2 separate regions of the Zea mays genome follow, and region 2 is linked to region 1. A link is a contact called in public Hi-C data. All regions are on one chromosome and are shown on one strand. Each heading gives the region's core, a stretch centred on a gene start, on an enhancer-like site or on the middle of the called end of the contact. The rest is flanking DNA. Distances are from core to core; before and after follow the strand shown.

Region 1 (4,865 bases), core at 1,252-3,751:
AAACATGTCTATCGACATATATAGTTAATTATATATATGTATAACCTATAATTAAACACACACGCTATGGTCATAACTGATTCAATAACTAGTCTACTAAACTCAAATTTCATACAACTATTTCAAAAATTTTAAATCGAAATGCATTTTTTGGTTCTTGCTCAGTTGCTAGCTGGCTGCTTGTCCTCTTTAGCATTTTCCAATCGCTAATGCCCTATTTGTAGCCCAGTACTGCAAGCAGCAAAGCAGGGGAGGTCAGGTCGGGTGGCCACTAGCTAGGTAGGCTTGGACATTGGTACGATGGGACCTTGCTCCTAGTTGTCTGTCCTTGCATGCGGTGATGCCTGAGGGTGGATTGAAGCCTCGGACGACGGACGACATACGACGCAACAACGAGGCCAGATGCAACGCAATGACAGTTAGTCAGTCAAGTCTGGACACCTAGCTACGACGCGGAGCCACGATGTCTCAACGGAGGTGCTGGTGTCTTCATGGCACGTGGGGCTGCAAGATGTGACCACGACTTGGTTGCTGGCGCATCTGGTGGCTCTGCCAATGTGCGACTACAATAGGGTTTGTGGATTTTTTTGTCATGAGGTACTAACATGGACTTTGTCGTTCTATTGGGCTTCATGATCCACGACAAACGATTGGATTAGTTAGGTATGAAAGGTAGGAAGGAGATATTTTAGTCTAAATTAACAGAATTCCTTTATTTATTTGATTCATTTTTTTATTTTTCATGCATACACTATATACATGTATATATATTGAAGTTATTTTGCCAAAAATAATGGGTATTCATTTGAATACCCTTGAATTTAATGGGGCTCGCCTCTGATAGAAACTGAGTGTATGTTTATAATTTTATATGAAGTTGACACTGTGCCATCACTATAAGTAGGAGTACATGCCATATGCGTGAGGACTAGATTTTTCGGGCCGAGAACCGTCGACCTCCGAAGCCGTATTTTTCATCTTCGTGCTACTGTGGTCGTAGTCGAAGGTACTGATGTAAGTACTTGTAGACAAAAGAACAATAATGAAAGAGAGGGCTTGACCGCCACACCTTCGTATCCAATCTCGTTATCTTCCCCTCTATACATTATTCATGAATAAAAAACCTTCGTCACTTCATCTTATCCCTCGGTAGGAAGATAAATAGTGTTGTCCTGTTTTTTTTTCAGGAACTAAAATAGATGACCAACAAAGATCTCTTCCCATATCGCTTCAAATACAAGGTACAGTCTACACTAAAATTAAAAAAACAACTTAGAGATTCTGCGGTTGGCTTCTCTTGTTCTCAAACAAGCAAAGTTGGTTCGCCATCAACGACCTGACAGATCTTTCCAAGCCAGCGAATGTGGGGGAGAAAATGCAGTCGTTCAGTCGGCCAGTGGCTCTGGCACACAAACCTGTCGAGGCTAGGGGGCGGCCGGTAAAGGCCAAGAGATAAAACCGAGCCTTTCGTCAACACTGAGGGCTAGTTTGGAAACCCTAATTTTATATTAAATTTTTATTTTCTCAAAAAAAAATAATTCATTTTCTCTTGGAAAAATAGAAATCTTTTAGAAAATTAGGATTTCTAAACTAGTCCTGAGAGTCAGACTAACCGCAGTGGTTGACAGGGGCGCCCCTGCGCGCGCAGCACGGTACCCTGCAAACTGTTTGGTTCGGCTTTTCCGAGAATCTAGCTGTGGAGAGAATCCGACTATGTAGAGAATTTGAGTATCATTAAGATTACGTACGGAGGAAGATAAAGTTGTCCATGGGGCTCAGGATCTATAAAGTGATGGATTACTACTATTGCGACGACTCAACCGATTATATGTTTATGTTGATTTTAATGGTTTTTATCCAAACGAATTTTATAGAAGCTAGCTGAAAAGCTGAGTGTTTGGCAGTTCGCATTAGCTTTTGGTGGCTAGAAGCTGCGAAAAGCCGAAACAAACAGGGGCAAAGCCCCCGAGGCGTCGGAAGTGAACAGAAACACGTTGCTGCCAGCGAGTCCGCCGCCCCTTTCACCGTTTATTTGTGCGGTGGTTTTTTAATTTGTGAAGAAAAAAATGGTAATAAATGATGAATAGGGTTGGATAATGATATTTTATAATTGTATTGAGATATAGTGGAAGAATATAGAAAAGACTTCTGCGGGAAATAAAAAAGTATAAGATAAAATGTGATGATGTAACGCGAAAATTTGATATTGTGAGAGAAATTTAGAGGAACCGCTACGGACAGTCTAAACCGTGGTGCCTCTACATAGCAATAGCAATACATCGTCGCACAACTTCCGGTGGTGGGCTGGTGTTGCCGTGTTGGACACGTGCCTGTACTTTGAAAATTGGAGATCAAAACTGGTGCACGTGGATCGTGCACGTTCGGTTCCTGGGACACGGACTGGAAGGCAAAGTGGGGACCACCGCACCGCCGGCATGTCCTGTCCGCCGGGCAGGCATAGTGGCATACAGCCTCTGCCTGCAGGCTGCATCTTGTATAAATAATAGATGGCCGTCTCTGGGAAACAAGCTATCCGATTCCTATAAACTTCACACTGAGCAGCAGGTGAGCAGAACGAACGGGGGAACAGCGCGAACGAATGGCAGGCACCGGCCCTATTCCGGGGGTCATCGTCCTGGCTCTCGGCGCCGGGGCGCTGGGATTCCCCGACGCGCTGCGCCAGCTGCTCGACGCCGTCGCGGGGCGGCCGCGAAGCCCACTCCTCGACATCGCCGCCTGCGTGCTCGCCATGGCCGTGGCCACGGCCTACGCTCTCGGCACCATGCTGCTGGCGCGTTTCGTCCGCAAGGCGCCCGGCGGACTCGGAGCCGCCGCGGGCGTGGGCGGTGACGCGCCGCGCGCGGACCTCTTCGCCCTGCTGACTCTCGTCGTGTCCCTCGGCGCTGCCCTGCTCGTCTCCGCGTGCCTCTTCCTGACCGCGCCCGGCGCCGGCGGCCTGCTCTACCGTACTGTCGACGTCCTCGCCGGGAAAAGCGGTGTGGTATCGGCCCTTGTCGCCGTCGCCGCCGCCGCCGCCATCCCCTTCGTCAGGCGTGTGCTCTGCGCCGCCCCTGCTTCGACCCGGATCCTGGGCTTCGCGGTCGTGGGGCTGTTTGTCCTCGCCGCCTTCGTCCTCCTTCCCACGCTCGGTGGCGGCCTCTACAAACACCGCGTCAGCGTGTCCGTCGGCGTCATGGTCATGGCTCTCGCCCGCCGCTTCGGCAAGCTGGCGCGGGCGGCGTCGCTGGCCATCGTCATCGTCTCCTTCGCCCTCATCGGCCTCCTCACAACCGCGTGTGCCAAGTGATGATGCTCTGCTTCATGTCGTGTCCTGCTGTCTAGTCCGCCGTCGCCGATACGTGGCCGCGGGGAGCTGCATTTGCGTGTGGCCGCTGCCGTTCGTTACCAGACACCACTGCATTAGTTAGAAGGTTCTATTATTCGGATACTATTTATTCATGCCCAAATACCATCACTATTACGCTACTATTGTCAAGGTATTTCTGCAGTTTATCGGCTTGCCGTAGGTAAGATTCCAGAAATGGGGAAAAAAATGAAGAAAAAAAAAGACTTGCACGCGCGGGATTTGTCGGCCGTGGATCTTTCCAAGCCTCCATTTTTCCTTGCTTGCTTATCCGACCAAGCGTCACGGCTGAGGGAAAAGAAGTCGTCAGCCAGTGGCGGCTGTGGACCTGTCTCCCACGCAAACGTGCCCAGGCCGGCCGGTCAGGGACAGGATGTCCGAATCGAACCTTTCGCCACCTGCTACCCCGGTGTTTGGTTAGTTTGTGACGTATCAAATGTTTAGAGTTAATTCCCTCTATGCCACTAAAAATTATACTGATACTTTACGTGTCATTAGAAATTATAGCATTCCTTCTATACCATCAATTTTAGATTTTGTTCCCCTCTGTGCCATTGCGGTCAACAAGCCGGCCAACGCCGTTTGTTGGTGTAGCTGGACCCACATGGCATGCACTAACCCCCTCCCATCATCTCTGTTTGCTATGACCGGTAAGGCCCAAGGCGAAGCAGCATGGGCCGCGCCCAGCGCCCCCGTCGACCTAGAGCGTGCGTGGTGGTCTTGTCGACCTCAACTCGACGTCGGGGACCAGGCCAAAGCGAGCCAAGGTTGTTCGACGGCGACGGGGACCAAGCCGAGGCAGACCGGTACTTCCACGTTCGTTCGCAAGCCCGCTCGTCAAACACCTTGCTTGCATGAAATGGTGAACCATCACATCATCGACGCCATCCATCCATCTGTGCATGTCCCTCCCGTCGAGTGTGCGTGCGTCCGAGCGATCGAGCGAGCATGCGGGCCGACCGGTCCTGTGCGTACGTGTTGTAACCTCGTGGCCGGTGGTGGATGGCACACGCGAGGCGAGACTGCCTACACCTGCATCTGCAATCTGCATGTATGGAATCCGAAAGGCGGCCAACTGCCTGAGCCTCGAGCTCGAGCGTACGTGATCGAACGAAGTGTGCGTGCAACGGCGACGCGACGTGTGAGAGGATCGAATCAGATAGGGAGTGTATCTGCTCTAGAAGAAGCGCGTCTCATGCATTTGTCAGCGAGTGGCAGACGTTGAGAATCGAACAAGAGAACAGGAGGGGACTGTACGTACAAGTATACTACATGATGGTTGGTTCGTATTGGTGCAGTCTGATGGATCCATGCCTGCTGGCATTAGCACCTGGCAGCTCAGATCAGCTGGAGCTGGTCATTCTCTCGTGCATGCAATGGATACGTTGCAGCATGCGATCGTCATCTTGCATTGCTAGCTCTAGCGAGGCACGTCGCTAGGCTATGACACAGGCTATGACACGTGGACCCGTACACCATTTAACAGCGACATGTAACAACA
Region 2 (4,865 bases), core at 1,609-4,108, 380 kb after region 1:
GAGGTCACTACAACGTGGAGTAGGCTTTGGCCAAACCATAGGAAAAATCATCACATCTCTTGTTCATTTTACTTATTGCGATTTATGTCTTCTTTAGTGCCTAAACTTCACTTGTGATATTGCTCCTAGTTTAATACTCATCTCAAGAGAGCTATCAAGTGAAGAGTATATTTTCTCTCCTCTTCTCATCTGAACTTGGTTTTAGTCTACACTAACACCTTTTATAGACCATGTTTGTGTTTTTTGTAGTAAGTTTTGCAGGATCACCTATTCACCCCCTCTAGGTGCTCCCACCCTCTGCCAAAGATTTTATGATGAGGCAGTATGCATGCAAAGCATCAATAATTCGCATGTTTTGATCATCCCTAAAAATGATTCTCCCCTCATTGTTAGCGACTATAGGCCTATCTCTCTACTAAATTCAAGTGTCAAATTCCTAACCAAACTATTCGTGAAGGCCTATCTCTCTACTAAATTCAAGTGATAACTCTATATCTATTATTGATGTATAACCATTAATAACTCCCCAACATCTCGGGTGTGTGGGGGACAGATATCACCCAGGTCCACTAGAAGGCAAGAAGGCCTCGCGAAGGGTTTCTGGGCTTGTTGTATCGCAAAGCCATTCCTTCGTGGGCCAAGGGAGGACTACTAGCGGAATGGGCCAACAGGAGAAGGAAGCAGGCTCCGGCCCAAGCAGCTCGTTGGATTTAGGCGCTATCCATAGCGTCTGCATGACTTTCCTGCGCGCAGCACCCTTGAACATCGGAATGGATTGGAGATAAATCGACAAGATTATAGGAAGATAAGTTCAGTCGGTTCACTATTGTTTAGGTACTCATCGTCATCCCATACGCATGTAGTGCCCCACGGTCGAATATATAAGGCCTAGGGGGTACCCCATCATTTCCAAGTCAATCACCAACCCACCTCACTAGTTTCTCTCCATTCTGGAGACTTCTCTTGTAACCCACCACATAAAGATCCACACCAGGAAGTAGGGTATTACGCCTCTCCAAGCGGCCCGAACCTATAGAAAATTGTCTGTCTTCTCTCGTGCATCTCGCATGAACCATTGATTTACAGTCAACAGCACCGTCCTACCCAAAAGCACTGCGAGGGGTAACCCTGGGTGTGCGGTCGGGCTCCAAACACCGACAGGGTGTAGTATGATGACCAAGATGTTGAGAAAGACTTAACCATAAAGAACAACTTTAAACACATGACCGACTTAGTAGATTGATGTTCCATGAATTAGATATATTTAAGGAGTAGGCACATGGCTTAACTCTATCATCAAGTCTATATTCGTTGATATGTGCCAACACATAGCCATTAGTAGCCCCCAACATCTTAGGTGCAACATGACAATCAAAATGACGGAAGCAAAAAAACTCAACATAAAGAAATCTTAAACATAAAAACAACTTAGTTGTTCATGATTTTGCCATCATTAAGTGATATACAATAAGTACCAAAGTTAAAAGACTCAAGACTAACCCGTTGGACAACTCGGTCCGCGAGAAAAATCGTTCTTCTCCAAGATGGTGACACCACGTAATATTTGTAGGTAAATCCTAATAGAATAGGTCATCATCTTGTAATAGCTGCGCACTAACTCCTTGTTTATTTGATTTATTGCTAGCCTAGAATCCCTTGGAACTTGGATCCATCATATGCCAAATACAATGGCTATCCTTATATTAAGCAATAATGTTTTGTATCCTACAATGTAGTTGGAGGTAGGAAAATGCATCTATAGTCTGTATTTGAACTTCTAACCTTTGGAGGTAATAGTTACCATGGTCCACTAATGGTTTGGCCAAATTCGAACCCAAACCAAAGTAGAAAATGGGCTCAAATCTGAGTTTTGTCATAGTCGAGACCGAAGTCGAATTTGAGTCATAGTCGAAGGTGGAGACGAATCCAAATCCAAGTCATACACAAAGGTGGAGTCAAATCCAAGAACATGTCATAGCTGAAACTAGAGTTGAATATATGTCCATGTAGGAGTCAAAGTTGGAGTTGGATCCGAGTCCATGTAGGAGTCAAATCCTAATCCAAGTAGAAGATGAAGTTGGAGTCGGTTGAACCCAAGTAGGAGTCGAATTCTAATCCAAGTAGGAGACGAAGTTGCAATAGAATTTGAGTCTAAGTAGGAGTCGAATCCTAATCCAAGTAGGAGACGAAGTTGGAGTGTAAGAGACGAAGTTGGTCAGCATATAGGTGGTGAACTTCATGGCTACCATCAACTCTCAGTTGATCTGTGCAACTCCTACCTAGCGTGCCAGCTGTCAAGGAATTTTCAGCTTTGAATTTATGGGTAGGTTGCGAGATCGAAAGTTGAAGGTAAAACGCGAGATACACGAAGATTTAGACAAGTTCAAGCTCTCGATGTGAGAGAGTACCATATGTTTTGTATGGGGTGGTGTTGTATTCTCTGATGAGATGAGATCTGATGCCCTTAGGAGGGCTCCTTTGCCCCTCTTTTTATAGTTCGAGGTATAATGGTTACATGATGGTAGAGGTGTACATTTAGGCTAGGCTTGGTGGGCTAGTACGAAGCACATAAAAAAACATGGCACAACATAAAATAATTTCGGGTCGGACTGACCTGGCCCTATGTTTGAGATCGTGTTTGGGTCGAGAGAACAGCGGGCAGGAGCCCGGCCTGTTTATGTAAGCACTAAACAACCCGTTTACATGCACAAAAAACATGTAAATAATTTAATGCACAATTTACACCCCTACCCGTTTACAGGCCGTAGGCCCAAAATGCAAGCTGGCCGACCCGATGGCCGATTCCACCCAGCCGTGAGCCGGCAGCCGCTGTGCTGTAAGGCCTATCCCCTGAAGCGTAAGCCTGTACGACTGTACCAGTGCCCAACAGCAGAAGGCCCAAGCCAAACCCAAAGAACTCAACGTCACCACCGACCCAAAGAACTGCCAAATATCTTCATTATTTTGGGTACATTACATATAACTTCTATCTGCTACTGAAGAATTATGAGAAAACATTATTTATTAATAATAAAATATCTTACTTATTTGTCATAATCATGTGATTTCATTGATCACTGACGTACATTATTAGATAGATATGTTATATATAGGTTCAGAGGACCAATATAAAACCATATCTAAGAGAAACAAATTAGGCTTGAAAAATGTGACGGGTGGCTCTAGTATCTACCAAAAAACAAAAAGGTGAGGGGTTTCACCAAGGACTTATTCACGCGACAAATGAGGTCTATCACCTATGCCCATGGTTAAGCCATATAGTAAAGCCCATTGACATGACTTAGACGAAAAGTGATGGGCCATGTTAAAGCCCATCGCTCCTGTTTTGAGTAACGGGCCGCCTGTAGACCTGCGTCACTGTTGGTGAATTCAAATGTGATAGTGACAAGAGAATGTGCAACAGGAAGTGTACATGATTGAAGATCGGTATAAGCTCCATGAACGCTCGTATCGGGTCATTATTTTGAGGTTCTCACAAGGTGATAACAACAACATCGTGTAGATTATATTTATTTACTAGGGTCGTGCCCCTACACGAGATTTTGTTTTCGTATTTTCCTTTTTTTTGTCACATGCATGCGGCTTACATTTTATAGTTGTTTTTAATAATCATGTTGTTGGTAATTCGGTACAAAAATGTAAGAAAAAAAGGTATACCACAAAAAACATAGACTGCTGCTTGACAAAAAAAAACTAATAAAATGCTAAAACAGTACGTTGTCCATTTGTGCAAAAAAAAATGCATGAGAAAATGTCAAGTGCTGTATATACGTAGAGTATCTCTTGTAGTGAGCACCTAGTGAACTTGTGTGCCAAAAGGCCCTAGGTACACGCGTATTCGCTCCAGTGTACTATTAGTTGTTGTTTAGGACAATAACATGGTCTCTAAAATATAAATTTGACTCATGCTTATTTGTTAAAGTATATATAAAGTCTTAATATATTTAGACTTTTTATAAATGTACTTATGTTGCTGTCTTAAACCACAACTAAGAGGCGGTCAGGGTCGGCTGGGGAGGGAGATGGCGGCAGTACCTGCATGTTTGTATACGTACTGAAAGAGAGACAGGTACAGCACGTACATATACATAATTGTTCGTCAGCCAAGCATGGCAAATGTAGCGCAGGAACTGCAATTCTGTTCCGTGTCTACCGGCGAAAATACAGGAGGCCTCTTTGTCGTCTAACCGTTGTTGGTTTCTTCCCCTGACGGATCTTTCTCCTTCCCTCCGATCGGGCCCTGCGCTGCATGCACCAGTCACCAGTCTGCCATCTGCTGAAACCTGAAACGGTAGTACACCCACATTGACGACGACGCATGCAGCTGACGACCCTCATCTCCCGTGCATGAGCCCCATGGCTCTAGCCTATAGCTGTAGGGCTACAAGGCTAGATAGAGAGACCGCGAAAGAGGTAGTAGGGTGCCAGTTGAATGTGCAGGAGAGGCAAGATATATCATATATATTCTCCTTCCTTTTCCCAAAATGGATATTTTCCAGCAGTCGTGCACTGATATCCTAGTTGCAGCTAAAAGATCTATGTGAAAGAAGGATACAAAAGAGAGAGCCAATAGCTAAACATTAATATTTGTACCTATATATTTATTTAAACTTTAGATATTCTTAAAAGTATTGTATATTTAAAGACAGAGGTAATAGCCAAACGCATGGGGCTGTTAATTTTGTTTTGTGGCATTATTTGCATTTGCTCATCTATACTACTTATTAAGAAGGTAAGAGTAGTCTGGCGTTCTGCCCTCCCCCGTGTTCTGCCGTTCTGCCCTTCCCCGCGAAAACTTTGGATCTATTGAGTAGAATGTCTAGCCTTCCACTCTCTAACCAACG

What was found. Hi-C and Micro-C count contacts between places; a contact is called where the count stands out from the background.
Region 2: a Hi-C map of leaf shows a contact between it and region 1, with 7 times the contacts expected there. The contact joins the enhancer-like site here to the promoter of LOC103626973 in region 1. A contact is called at or near these places in 3 of 25 Hi-C or Micro-C datasets (ear, leaf and tassel).

The regions. Positions count from the first base shown.
Region 1 is chr5:143,258,860-143,263,724 of Zm-B73-REFERENCE-NAM-5.0, forward strand. It overlaps LOC103626973, which reads left to right and starts at 2,502. Exons shown (of 1, transcript XM_020537726.2): 1 at 2,502-3,580. The coding sequence starts at 2,600. The coding sequence ends at 3,307.
Region 2 is chr5:143,643,488-143,648,352 of Zm-B73-REFERENCE-NAM-5.0, forward strand. No RefSeq gene overlaps it. Among protein-coding and RNA genes, the nearest start is that of LOC118472056, 6.2 kb to the right of the region's middle. Within about 2 kb of position 2,859, at least 16 of the 20 cell types and tissues checked have an H3K27ac peak or open chromatin away from gene starts, as enhancers often do. A contact at or near this core is called in ear, leaf and tassel, where this site is marked.